Linked DNA regions of Ovis aries: region 2 is linked to region 1. The links are chromatin contacts, called in public Hi-C maps. All regions are on one chromosome and are shown on one strand. Each heading gives the region's core, a stretch centred on a gene start, on an enhancer-like site or on the middle of the called end of the contact. The rest is flanking DNA. Distances are from core to core; before and after follow the strand shown.

Evidence for each region. A called contact is a pair of places that touch in the nucleus more often than the background predicts.
Region 2: a contact with region 1 is called in a Hi-C map of hypothalamus, with 5 times the contacts expected there. The contact joins the enhancer-like site here to the promoter of COG1 in region 1. A contact is called at or near these places in 6 of 16 Hi-C or Micro-C datasets (blood, hypothalamus, liver and 1 more).

What each region holds. Positions count from the first base shown.
Region 1 is chr11:57,318,724-57,325,500 of ARS-UI_Ramb_v3.0, forward strand. It overlaps COG1 (component of oligomeric golgi complex 1), which reads right to left and starts at 2,979. Exons shown (of 14, transcript XM_027974014.3): 1 at 2,645-2,979; 2 at 592-836; 3 at 261-442; 4 at 1-125. The coding sequence starts at 2,959. It overlaps SLC39A11 (solute carrier family 39 member 11), which reads left to right and starts at 2,302. Exons shown (of 10, transcript XM_042256462.2): 1 at 2,302-2,434.
Region 2 is chr11:57,650,486-57,657,262 of ARS-UI_Ramb_v3.0, forward strand. All of the region lies in intron 7 of SLC39A11 (solute carrier family 39 member 11), which reads left to right. Among named protein-coding and RNA genes, the nearest start is that of SSTR2, 300 kb to the left of the region's middle. Within about 2 kb of position 2,591, at least 10 of the 54 cell types and tissues checked have an H3K27ac peak or open chromatin away from gene starts, as enhancers often do. A contact at or near this core is called in hypothalamus, where this site is marked.

The DNA.
Region 1 (6,777 bases), core at 1,729-4,228:
GCCACACGGCAGCGAGGGGTCTGGCAGCAGCCCCTCTGGTAAAGTGTAGAAGAGAGCGTGCGCTTGGCTCAGAGTGGTGGCCAGCAGCTCCACCAGCGAGCAAATCTGCGCCTTGATACCAGCACCTGTGAGAAGAAACCACCTTCTTTTAGCAGTGTCCTTCGGTAAAGTTAGAAACAGAGAACCCTCTGGACTCCCTCAGCTCATCCTGCTCCATCCCCACATCAGAGGCCCACATCTAGGAGAGAAGCCACGCCCACCGTGGTGAGGCTGGTTGAGAAGTTTCTGGATTGCTGCCTTTCTGGCCAACAGGAAGTCGGTCAGGGCTTGGCGTGGAGAACTCTCTTCCAAGAGCATGACAGAGCACAGGGCCTCGGCCACAGCCTGGTCGGACACGGCTTGCCGTTTGAGCAGCATCTTGCTCTCGTGCAGGATGGCTGACCTAAAGAGATGATGGCAAAGGTCACAGGGAGCTTCTGACATCTTCGGAGAAGAGCCCTAGTACATGTGGAGAGAGAAGACATGCTCCATAAAATCAGAGCAGTGCAGCACGGCCATCACCAGAGACGGTCCTGCTGGCGGACCACTTACCGGAAGTGGCTGGCGGCCGCCACCTGCCGGATGAGTATGGGGAACCGGGAGAGGACTGGGCTGTGTCGGGAACTGGAAGACTCCAGCTGCAGCAGCTTGTGGAGGCAGCAGCAGAGCAGGTAGAGCTGGGCGGCGTGGAGAAACCGCGAGGCCTCCATGGAGCTCCAGATCTTCTCCGGGATTTCCAGGAGAAGCTTGATCTGGGCAGCCATGCTGTAGAACTTCTCCTGGGATGGCTGCTGGGGCTGCAGGCAAAGGCACAGAGCTGAGTCAGGACAAACAAGAGCCAGGTCAGCGTGGGGCCAGCTAGGGGAGATGTATGGGGGGTCCAGGGGTACGGAACTTTCATGAACTTGGATTCGGTGCCGCTCAGCAAGGCATCGAGGTTGGAAGAGCAGAATTACTGGAGTTAAGTTTTTCCTACCAGGTCTACCTTTGCCCTGTCCCACAGAGGGGCAAACCAAATCTGGTCACCCCACAGGCAGGTATCAGGGACCCCTGGGGTGTCTCGGCCCAGAGCCCACGTGTCGCCCCTCCAGGGAGCTTTTGACCTTGCTGCGTTTGATGGTCGTGCTTCCTACACTTTCTCCTGCTGCTGTGACTGCCTTGTGGGCTTCGCTGCTGGCTGTTCCTCTTCACCAACCTTCCCCTGAATTTGGGTCCAGCCTCATGCCTCTACTCATCTTAAGTCTGTCCTCTCTCTTCACCGCTCTCTTCCCTGAAGCGTCACCTCCATGCAGATCACAGCACAGCACGCAGACCTCACCACTGCCCATCGAGCCTCTTCTGCTGTGTCTGGACACTTCCCCTGGGACTTTGTTTCACTCTATAATCACTACATTTAACACGAGGCTCATCTTCCTACCAAAAATTACAGCCATCTGACCTCCCTCAACATGTCTGCACAGACCACCACATCCCAGGAAGTCCACGTCCTTCTGATGGTTCTGCTGACACGTCTGCGCCCAGGTTCCTGCCGTCACTTCCCGGGTTCCACTGCAGGTTATGGTCATCTCACCCTTACGTGGACCCGAAAACCTTGCTCTTGCACTCTGTGCTTTCTCTCTCCCCTCCAATCTATCCTTTTCCCTTCCTGTCAAATGACATTCTTCAAAGGTCATGTAGATCTTATGTTTGCCCAGTTCTAAGTCAGACACGAATGGGAGACTGAACTGAACTGAGTATCTCAGCCTGGTGGTCAAGGGTTGCCTGTCCTTCACTGCTTTCTTCCAGGGACCTTTGAATCCACCGATTCTCACCGGGGCGGGGGTGGGGGGGGTGAAGGGGGCGTGGGGGGTAGCGGGGTGAAGGGGGCGTGGAGGGTAGCGGGGTGAAGGGGGGGCGGTGAGGGAGGGAGCTACTTTGGAGTTTGTGTGCAGGCCTCTCATTGAAGTGGCTTCTCTTGTGGAGCCCCAGCTCTAGGGTGTGCGGACTCAAGAGCACAGGCTCAACAGTTATGCTGCAGGGGGCTTAGCTGCTCTAAGGCATGTGGGATCTTCCTGGATTAGGGATCGAACCTGCTGTGTCTCCTGCACTGGCAGGCAGATTCCTTATCACCTTAGTTCCTTAAAATGAACCTGTTCCTCTATTAAAAGATGAGAGCCCGGGGACTGGTGGCTACCCTCCAACGACCTGCTGCAAAGGGTCGCAGGCCTCTTTGCAGCCTGGAAGTTGTTCCTGGGAGTGGAGTGGGGGTGGGGGGCGGGAGGAAGGAACGAGCGGGGAGGGGAGGTGGTCGACACAGGGGAGAACTCTGTTCCCGAAACGATGTCGGGAAACCGGGAACAGGGCTGCACACCCAGCGTTTCCATGAGAAAGGAAGCCCGGCGACCCCAGGACTGAGGTGAGGGAGGCGAGGCCTGGAGCCCGGGAGGCTCCCGAGGAGCCGCGGGGAAACGGCCAGCAACGCGGGGAGGGCGGCAGGAGTGCCGCACGCCGGCCGCGGGGGCAGGGGGCGGCGGGGGCGCCTCCTGAGGCGGGTGGGCCCCGGCCGGGGCGCCCGCCTCCCCGCCGGGCCGGGCCCGCCGGGCCGGGGCGCGGGCGCGGGGCTGACCTGCGGGTCCCGCGGCGGCCGGGGCGCGGCCGAGCCGGCCCGGCGGAGGCGGGCGCAGTACTGGTCGGTGGCCCTCACGGCGTCCACCAGCCCCGCGGCGCAGCGGCGCATCTGGCCGATGGTGTCGGCCGCCTCGATCAGGTCGCGGTACCGCTCGCCCACCATCTGCCGCAGCTCCTCCTTCTTGTGCTCGATCTCGGCGCGCACCTGGCGCTCCAGCCCGCGGATCTCCTCCGCGCCGTGGGTCTCGAAGAGCGCCGCGGGGTCGCGGAGGTCCAGCCTCTTCAGAGCGGGTGAGGCGGCCGTGGCCGCCATGATGGACGCGTCGGCGCCCCAGCAGGGCACTTCCGCCCGGCCGCGCCGCCCCGCGGCCATCTTGGTTGAGGGCGGAGGCGCTTCCGCCCGGTGGGTGGGGGCGGGGCCGGGCTTGTTCGGGGCGGCCGAGGGGCGGAGCCAGTGATGGGCGGCACTGTTTTTAAACTGGTTTTTTTTCAGTGGTTGGGCGGCACTTTTTAAAAACGGAGCCTGTGTGGCTGTTGGGTCGCTGAGCCCGCAGGTGTGTTGGGGCGCAGCCTCACTCAGGTCTGAAGCCTCTCCTAGCGCTGGTGCAGCGCTTCCCCGTCGCGATTAAATGTCCTCAAGCGCCGGCGGTCTGATTATAACCCCTCCTCGGGATGCTCGGGTCCCCTCGCCAGGCCCCTCGCGGCGGCGCCGGATCGCGGTCTTTCCCCTAAGAGGGGTCGATGGCACTCTTGGCCCGTCCCCTTCCCCTGGGTCGGCCTTCTTCTCCTCCGGGCCCCCGGCCGGCGCCGTGTCCGGGTCGGGCTGGGAGCCGGGTGGGCGCACGGAGCTGACCGCTGGACCCCCATCCCTGGCTCTCAGCCTGCAGCTTTCTGGGGCGTCCTTGTTGTTCGTTGTTTCCTCTGGGCATCCACCGAATGCGATGTTAGGAAGAGGGACCTGGGAGTCCGTTTTCGTTCATTGGAAAGTAACTTCACAGATGCTCGGGACGCGGTCGGAGCGCAGGGGTGTGCGCGCGCTCGTTTGCTTCTGGTTTTCATTGCTCGGTTATTTCTTTTGGGTTTTTGGGTTTGGTTTCAAACCAGTGTTGTACCTTCAAAGATGTTTCCCCTGATAGAACCTTACATTGGCACCAGTGCGGCGAGGAGGGTAGTGGGCAGTGAGGAAAAGACTCGAATGCCTGAGTAAACGATGCCTGGGAGGAGGGGTGGGGTGGGGGTGGGGAGGACGCCTAACTGACTCATAATAAAATTTGGAGAGTATGACCTGTTTCTTCTAAGTGTTTCCAAGACCCTTCATTTGCCAAAAAAAAAAAAAAAAAATTACTGAAGATTTCATATGCACATTAATGCAGAGAGAATGATACTGGTATGTCCACCAGCTGGGTCTTACAGTTACTCAGTCATGGTCACCCTCATGAATGCCCCAGCCCCACATCCTCTCCCTCCCACCATCCCCGTGATTTTGAGACAAATCCCAGGCATCAAAAAATTTCAATCTGTCAGTTGAACCACTCCTTTATAGTACTCTCCCTGGAGGAGGAAATGGCGACTCACTCCAGGATTCTTGCCTGGAGAATCACATGGACAGGGGCGCCTGGCGGGATACAGTCCATGGGGTTGCAGAGTTGGGACATGACTTAGCAACTGCACAGAGATAGTATTCTAGTTTACCTCACCGTAGCCCTGCCACCTCAGAGAAGGCAATGGCAGCCCACTCCAGCGTTCTTGCCTGGAGAATCCCAGGGACGGGGGAGCCTGGTGGGCTGCCCTCTATGGGATCGCACAGAGTCGTACGCGATTGAAGCGACTCAGCAGCAGCAGCCCTGCAACCTAGGGTATTTGACAGGTGGGTAACCTGGGACCCAGAGAGGCTTTAAACCCAGAATGGATTTACTAGGTGTAACCGTCAAAAGTCCATCCACAACGTGATCCCATGTACACTTCAGCCCTGGAAAGGAGGTAGGGATAATTATTCTGTCTGACAAAAACCCCAGAGAAGCTCATTTATTCCCGCCGCATAATCAGAGACAGAACAAGCACTGAGACCTAGAATTTTGACTTCCTTTTCTACTTTCTCTTGCAACGTCCCACAAACTCAAAGCGCTTCCTGGTGGCAGGTCTGCTCTTTGTTGTCACCGCAACCCCATCTGGTAGGGACACTTGCTGCTGCTTGGCTTCCCATCGCCCGCAGGATCTCTCTTCTGTGTTTGAGAATCACCGCTGTCTGGCAACATCTCTCTGTTCCACTCGCAGCTGAGCTGGGATTGGCCAATCAGACACAACCCTCCTGGGACTTTAGATGGAGAGCTAGTGATGTCGAGGAGCAGGGAGACTTCATTTTGGCGGTGACAGAGGTGTCCCCTACAAACATCCACTCTCCAGGGGCAGCAGAGACACTGAATCCAGCTGTAACATCCAGCTGCCAGCGACAGCCGGGGTGACCTCCCCAGTGTCTTGTGTTTCGATTAGATTCTGAAGGTTCACTTTCCTTGGTTCCTGTCTCTTTGCTGCGCAGGGTTCCCCAGCTTCCCCAGGGGTTTTATGGGCAGTCCAATATCTTATTGATATATTTCAAAATCAAAACACTTTCAGTTGCTTGCCCTAGAGACTCCAACTGACCTATACCCTCTGAGTTTCTGGCTCCACGAATGAGAGTTTGGCTGGCATCTTTGGAACAGCAAGCGGGAGGAATGTCAGCAATCAGCTTGGGTGCGGGGGCCTCAGGGTTGGCATGGGGTGGGCGGCCCTGGCGCACACAGCTGTCATTTCAGGTAGAGAAAGGGCAGGCTGACATCGCAGCAGAGTGTGTTCCGAAGGCAGGGCTTTCTGCACGCCTTCTCTCTGCCTCCCCAGCCAAGTTCCCCCGGCTGCCCTGAAGATGCCACTGTTGCTCTTCTGTTTGCAGATCCGAGAGCCCAACAGAGGCTGTCACCAAGCCGGCTTCTTGCCTGGGCGCTGGGGGACTCCAGGGGCTGCGGGAACTGTGTGTTGGACTCTTCACTCTCCACGGCCCCTTTCCCAGCCCCTCTGCATGGATGTGGCAGTGAGGCTTTCTTCTTCCTCCGCCTCCTGCTTCGTGGTTCCAGTAAAACCAGGATGTGGGCACGGAGTTCAGCTCCAGCAACTGGGCAAGGCACTGGGCTGGGAGCCAGGGCTGAGATGTGAAATAGTCTTTCTTTTTTTTTTCTTCGAGGAAGCGCACAAGTAGAAGGTAGCTCCTCATTTTATTGCCATCTTAAAAAAAAGAAAACTTACTGTTTTATACTAGATAGAGCCGATTAATAATATTGTGATAGTTCCAGGTTCATAGCGGAGTGACTCAGCCACACATAGACGCGTATCCATTCTCCCCCAAACTCCCCTCCCATCCAGGCTGCCCCATAACACTGAGCAGAGTTCCCTGTGCTACACAGTAGGTCATCTATTTTCAATATAGCAGTGTGTACATGTCCATCCCAAATTCCCTAACTGTCTCTTCCCCCAGCCTCCTCCCCCAACCATAGGTTCATTCTCTAAGTCTATGAGTCTGTTTCTATATTCTAAATAAATTTATTTGTATCATTTCATTTTAGATTGCACATATAAAGGACATCCTATGATATTTCACCTTCTCTGTATGACTTCCTTCACTCAGTATTTTGCCATCTTTTCATTTTATTTAGAGATGACTGCATGTGTATATGTGTATCTTGTGGCAACTCTTTTTTTGTTGTTGTTAACTTAAAAATATATTTATTTATTTTTGGTTGCACTGGGTCTTTGGGTCTCTGTTGCTGTGTGTGCATGTGGGCTTTCCCTAGTTGGGTCGAGTGGAGGCTGCTCTTGGCGGTGTGCGGTTTCTCACTGCAGCGGCTTCTCTTGTTGTGGAGCGTGGGCTGAAAAGTTGTGGTGCCCATGCTTTTTTGCTCCATGCCATGTGGAATCTTCCCGGACCTGGGATCAAACCCGTGACCCCTGCATTGGCAGGCATAGTGCGGCAACTCCTGAGGACAAAATTTCCTCCTTTCTCCTTAAATCTTTTGGGGTAGGATTTTAAGCAGGCAGCGTTTTAAGTTCAAGAGATGACATTTAGATCACCCTGGGCTCCTGAAATCAAACCTAGCATTCTGC
Region 2 (6,777 bases), core at 1,341-3,840, 330 kb after region 1:
TCTTGGCCAGCATCTGGACCTGACATGGCTCATTGAGTTCCACATTGCAGGCATCAGAACAAACTTTGAAGTCTGTGTTTGCCGCTCAGATCAAAGAGCAAAGCCAAAGTCAGGTATATCCTTCTGCCTGGCTTGAAAGCCGATATGCATGTTGAAATATTAGCATTCATTTAAGACAGCAGCCATTAATCAGCTAAGCAGCTATTTGTTTAGAAACAAAGACGGCAGTAGACGCGTTTTCCTGCTCGTTAGTCAACAGTAATCAGTACGTAGACCTTTATGTGCACATCCATGTGTCCCAGTTGTCCACCTACTTCTCAAGTTTAATCCGGAAAACACATTTGGAAGGTAAATGCGGAGTGTTGAAGGGGAGACTCTGTTGACGCGGTGAGAGGAGACGTTTGGTAGCTCAGTAGTGTCCGACTCTTTAACGGCCCCATGGACTGCAGCCCGCCAGGCTCCTCAGCCCATAGGGTTTTCCAGGCAAGTATACTGGAGTGGGTTGCCATTTCCTTCTCCAAGGACTCTTTCCAACCCAGGGATTGAACTCGCATCTCTTGAGTCTCCTGAATTAGCAGGTGGGTTCTTTCCGAACCACCAGGGCAGCCAGGAGCACTTTTTTTTGGCTACACCACGTGCCTTGCAGTATTTTAGTTTCCCGCCAGGGATTGAACCCATGTCTCCTGGCTTGACAGGTCAATTCTTTATCACTGAGCTACCAGGGAAGCCCTGGAGGGCACTTGGGGAAATAAAACATAAATTCTTTCATTGGTGTTCACTCAGCATCTTTTGGAGAAGGCAATGGCACCCCACTCCAGTACTCTTGCCTGGAAAATCCCATGGACGGAGGAGCCTGGTGGGCTGCAGCCCATGGGGTTGCTAAGAGTTGGACATGACTGAGAGACTTCACTTTCACTTTTCACTTTCATGCATTGGAGAAGGAAATGGCAACCCACTACGGTGTTCTTGCCTGGAGACTCCCAGGGACGGGGGAGCCTGTTGGGCTGCCATCTCTGGGGTCGCACAGAGTCGGACATGACTGAAGTGACTTAGCAGCAGCAGCAGCATCTTTTAAGGAGCAGGCTTCCAGGGCCATCTCCACATCGCAGGCTGCTCTGCTAATGCCCCAGACCTCCCTGTGGCGGGACCAAGTTCCCAGACTTCTGGGGAGCCCTGACAAGACCATCTCTTCCTCAAGGAGGAAGTCTTCACCTTCTGAATTGCATCTCGGCTTTCCTGGGTTGGGGAAGCCACAGCCCAGTCTTGGCTTGCTGCAGAGCGGTCTCTCGCCTGAGACGTGGAGCCCCAGTGTGAGGACACACCCTGACCAGCCACACACACAGACTCCTCCCTACCGCCACCCCTTCCATCGTGTCAGCAAAACTGGAAGTAAATTCTTGTGCTGCTTTTTATTTGCAATAGCAGATGGCACTTTCCATTCTATTTGAGCAGACAAGTTCTTCTCTTGAACCCGTTAAACTGCCTTGCCTGGAATTCTTCAGTTCAATCGCTCAGTCGTGTCTGACTCTTTGCAACCCCATGGCTTGCAGCAGGCCAGGCTTCCCTGTCCTTCACCGACTCCCAGAGTTTACTCAAACTCATGTCCATTGAGTCAGTGATGCCATCCAACCATCTCATTCTCTGTCGTCCCCTTCTCCTCCTACCTTCAGTCTTTTGCAGCATCAGAGTCTTTTCCAATGAGTCAATTCTTAGCATCAGGTGGCCAAAGTATTGGAGTTTCAGCTTTAGCAACAGTCCTTCCAATGAATATTTAGGACTGATTTCCTTTACCATTGACTGGTTTGATCTCCTTGCAGTCCAAGGGACTCTGCAGAGTCTTCCAGCCTGGAATTCTAGAATCGTCTATTGACAGCTCCTCCCCATAAGTACATTTTACTTTCCCGTCCCCCAACACAGCTGCCTAGCCTTCCCTGGAATTATCAGGCGCCGGTGGAATCGGCAGCTTGTTGGCAGACAGCGCCACCGTGTGGCAGTGGGGCATCAGGGCAAGACTCTGGGTCCCCCGCACCTGGTCTCCTGCCTGTGCCCTGGGCTCTCACTACCTACATGTCCGTTTCCAGCCGTGTCACGTGAGAAAGGAGGGTGGCAGCTATGGTTCCAGGACTGCTGGTGATTGTAGGACAACACGTGTCCCCCAGGCATGCGAAGACATGTGCAAATGCTACCTTCTCTAGTTTGCGAAGTAAAGGCATTGAGAAAAGCTGCTCTCACAGCCAGTCGCTATCTCTTACGATCTGTATTTATCACCAAAAATTAGTTCATAAACTCAGGATAAAACCAAGTCCTTTCTGCACCACCCCTGCCCCAGACAGGGACTTAATTCTCTCTCTATTCAAATGCACAAAAGCCCTTTTCAGTAACAGTATGCAGTTATGTTCTTGGGCTTCGCAGGCGGCTCCGTGGTAAAGGACCCACCTGCTGATGCGGGAGACAAGGGTCCTTCGGGCTCCAGGCCAGAGGCCTGGGTCCAGGAGCCTGGGGCCCCTGACCTCCTGTGACTCGGGCTCGGCCTGCAGATGCCGGGCCTTCACATTCTTCCTCCCCGCCCCGGCCCTCCCAGGCCAGCTTTGCCGTCCGGCCTAAGTGCTGAGCTGGCGTGCGGCTGGCTCTCACTCTGATACTGCGTGCATCTATTTCCCCGTCTTGCACCCTCGCTGGGGGCCTCTTCTGTTCTCTGCGTGGGGCCCGGGACCAGGCTGGGTGTGGTCTGCTCTGCACCTGGCCCTGATGGCCCTCCTGAATTCTATGGATGATTTCAAGTGGGCAGTCCCCTCTGTATAGCACAAGCTGCTTCTCTGTTGCGCGCACTGCCCTCCGCCCCCGGATCCCTGGACCCTCTCCACTCTCGCCAGTGTCACGGCACGGGCTTCGGGTCCAGAACAAGGAGGCGGCTCCGAGCTGCCCTGCCCGGTCTGCCCGGCGGCTGCTTCTCTCATCAGCAGCACAAGGAGCCCATTTGTGCAGGGCAGCCTCCTCCACCTCCTCCTCCGCGGCCCCCGGCCACCCCCACCCGAGTGCCTGGCGACAGGGCTGACCGTCTTGGCACCGGGGACCGATCTCAGCACAACGTGTGTTCTGTCTAGCCCGGGGCGGGCTTGAGGGGAGGCGTGGACCCCACGAGGCTCTTGAAGAGCAGCCTCGTCTTTTCTCTGTGGCTCTCCCAGGCGCTGGGGATGACACAGACTTCTCCCTCCTGCGTACCCACTGCTGCCCTGTCCATCCTCCGGGACTGCTTGTCACACGCAGCGAGAGGCAGAAAGCAACTGCGCTTTCCAGAGTCACCGGCGGGGCTCGGATGGGTGCTGGCGTTGATCCACTGCCTTTTGCCGGGCCAGCTAGGAGAGCAGAGTGGGCGCATTAGTGGGTTTGCGGCGTGGCACTGGTGGCTGCCTTTAGGGGCTGTTTACATGCACTGCTCAGTCCTTACTGCCCTCCCAGTAGCCAGGTGAGAATCCGGAGCCCAGGGCTTTCCCTGAGGTCAAGCTTATGGCAGGTGGCAGGGGTGCGGAAGCCCAGAATTAACACCCCTGCCCCAGCTCTCTGCCTCCCAGCCCTGCGTCTGGTAGCTGTGAAACATTTAGTGAGTGCTTTCCACGTGCGGGATTATTTTCCCAGGAGGCGCAATGGTAAAGGATCCATCTGCCGATGCAGGAGACGAGAGAGACGCAGGTTCAATCCCTGAGTCAGAAGATCCCCTGGAGGAGGAAATGGCAGCCCACTCCAGTATCCTTGCCCGGGAAATCCCGCAGACAGAGGTGCTGCAGTCCGTGGGGTCGCAGAAGAGTCAGATCCGACCCAGCAACTGAGCACGCACGCGCAAATCCATTATGACCAGTGTCTTTATAAGGCAAGGAGAAGAGACACACAGGCACACACACAGGAGGAGGCTGGGTGACGAGACACCCCGAGGGAACCAGAGATCAGAGTGACTCAGCCAGAAGCCAAGAAGTGTCCAGGAGTGCCCACTGCTGCCGGAAGCTGGACAAGCTGAGGGAGGACCTTCCCTAGAGATTTCCGAGCGAGGGTGGTCCTGCTGACACTTGCTTTTGAGCCTCTAGCCGCCAGACCACGAGAATGCGTCTCTGATGTCTTCAGCCGCCTGGATGGCGGCCTTGGTTACGGCCGTAGGGAATCGATACACACGCGCCCCCGCCCCCCACATCTCCATCCGAATCTCTCCGCCCCCGTAGATTTCTCCCCTCCGCCCTCAGCAGGCAGTGAGCCCTGAGCATCCCTCTTGGGTCCAGTCTCTCCTCTCTCCTGACACATTTTGTCTTCCCCACCCAAGCCTTCACTTCCTGTTTCGAAAGGAGTTTCCCATTTGGTTTGGGTTTTTTTTGTTGTTGTTTCCTTAAGCCTCTCTCAGTTCAGTTTGGACCCAACTGGACGAAAGCAAGGCTCTCTCCTTTCCTGAGAGGCCGCCTCCAGAGGCTGCCCCGCGGGAGTCGGGGCTGTCCCCCACATCGGAGCTATTAAACTGTCGTAAGAAAGAGGCCTTTGTCACGGGCACCGTGGCCGTCGGCTCCGAAACAGAGGCAGATTGTGCCAGAAAACAAACAACAGGAAAAAAAAAATGCCCAACCACAAAATTCTTTGGGCCTTCAGTCATCAGTCTCTCGCTTGTTCTTAAGAGACAAGTTTCCTTTCTTCGGTGTGATTCCATCAGATGGGGCGTCGGGGTTTTCATTCTGTCCAGAAGCGCGGGCTGGGGGCAGCCCCCGCCAGCTCCCTCCTGCGTGATGTCCTGACCGCGGCCTGCAGGTGGGGAGCGGAGGCAGCCCCAGGCCTGCTCAGGGGGGCTTCGCAGGAGACGGAGGGGCCTGCAATGGGTAGTTTTGAGTGCAGGCAAGGGAGAAGCGATGGAAAAAGTCTCGGAGGCCAAGACACCATCGTCATGTTACAAACGAGCAATGCCCTTCTGACCTGACCTTGGCTCTGAGAGAGACCTCAGGAAGCCTCTTTTCACGCTGGAGAAAGTCAGAAGGCAAGTGACTTGCCCAAAGCCACACCATTTCCCAAGCTCAGACCAGTGCTGCTAGCCCAGGACCCCTGGCCAAACACCCCGTGGCCCAGCCTGGCACGGGAACTGCCGTGGCCCCAAGGCTTCCATCTGGCGCCTTGACCTCAGCCCCCCTCCAGCCAGCTTTCACCCTTGACCATCTCCAGGTGGGAGGTCAGGGGGCAAATGAACATTGTTAAGGCTCCGCTGTTCCAGGAAGCACCCCACAGCGTGACAGCTGAGGTTCTAGAAGGAAAGTGGAGAAGAGGGGCTTAGGAGACTTCCCACCCTGTTTCCACTGTCCCTTCCGAAGGGGATTATGCTTCCCAAGGTCATGGTTTTCCCAAGTCAGGGGAGAGAGGGACCACTTCAGAGGACAGGGCCTCTTAAGGCCAGCGTTTCACTGCAGGTGAGTGAATGACACCCGGAGAAACGCCAGCTTTTTCTGACGGGAGGACAGATGACTGCATGATGGGCAGGACCTCACACAAAATGAGAAGGCAATGTCTTTTGTTCAAAAAGCAGGAAAAAAAGCTGTTTCCTTTCTCCCGAGATGTCTCTTCTCTTTCCGTGTGTCGTGGTGTTTTGCTTTGTCTTATTTTAAAAAATTTAATTGTGATGGAGTGTACGTGCGGTAAGGGGCTCCCCTGGTGGTTCAGCGGCAGAGAATCTGCCTGCGGTGCAGAAGCCGCAGGAGGCACGGTTTCAATCCCTGGGTCGGGAAGATCCCCTGGAGAAGGGCATGGCAACCCACTCCAGTGTTCCTGCCTGGAGAATCCCATGCAGAAAGGAGCCTGGCGGGCTACAGTCCACGGGGTTGCAAAGAGTTGTACAGGACTGAAGCAACTTAGCACGCATGCTTACATACATAAAATTCACCATTTTTAAGTGTATGATGGTATCAGTAAGTACATCACGTTGCTGTGTAGCCATCATGTTCCTCATCTCCAGAACCCTTTTCATCTTAAAAAAAACTGAAAACCTTGTCCCCAGTAAACAGTAACCCCTCCCCTCACCCCCGACCCCCACCCCGCCCAGCCCCAGGCAACCCCTACTCTACTTTTGGGCTCTGTGACTGACTCCTTACTCCAGGAACCTCATATAAAGGGGATCATTTTGTCTTTGCCTTTTTATTTTATTATCATTTTTAAAATGCTGTTCTCTGTTCTGTAACTTTTATCAGTGTGTTTATTTGTGTTGTTTCTGTCTGCACCCCGTCTGCACTGCTGTTCAGGCTTTCCTCTAGCTGCAGCGCACAGGGGCTCCTCTCTAGCTGCGGTGCTCGAGCTTCTCGGAGCGCGGGGCACTCAGGCTTCAGTAGCTGTGGTGCAGGGGCTTAATCACCCCGAGGGATGTAGGATCTTCCCAGACCAGGGAGCAAACCTGCATCCTCTGAAATGCAAGGTGGATTCTTACTTAACCCCTGGGCCCCCAGGGAAACCCCTTTTATTTGTCTTTTTATGACAGATTTATTGACGTCCTTAAGGTTCTTCCATGTTGTGGCGTATGTTGGATTTCCTTCCTATTTAAGGCTGACTGGATGTTCCACTGGGGGCTTCCCAGTTGGTGCGCTAGGACCCGGCTGCCTATGCAGGGAACATAAGAGATGGACACACCAGTATCTCTTTGGGATCCTGCTTTCAATTCTTCTGTGTATATACCCGGAGGTGGGATTGCTGTATCACATGACAATTTGCCTTTTTAGTTTCTTGGAGCACTTGGTCATGGTGCATTTTGTCTGCCGTTTAGTGGAGGAG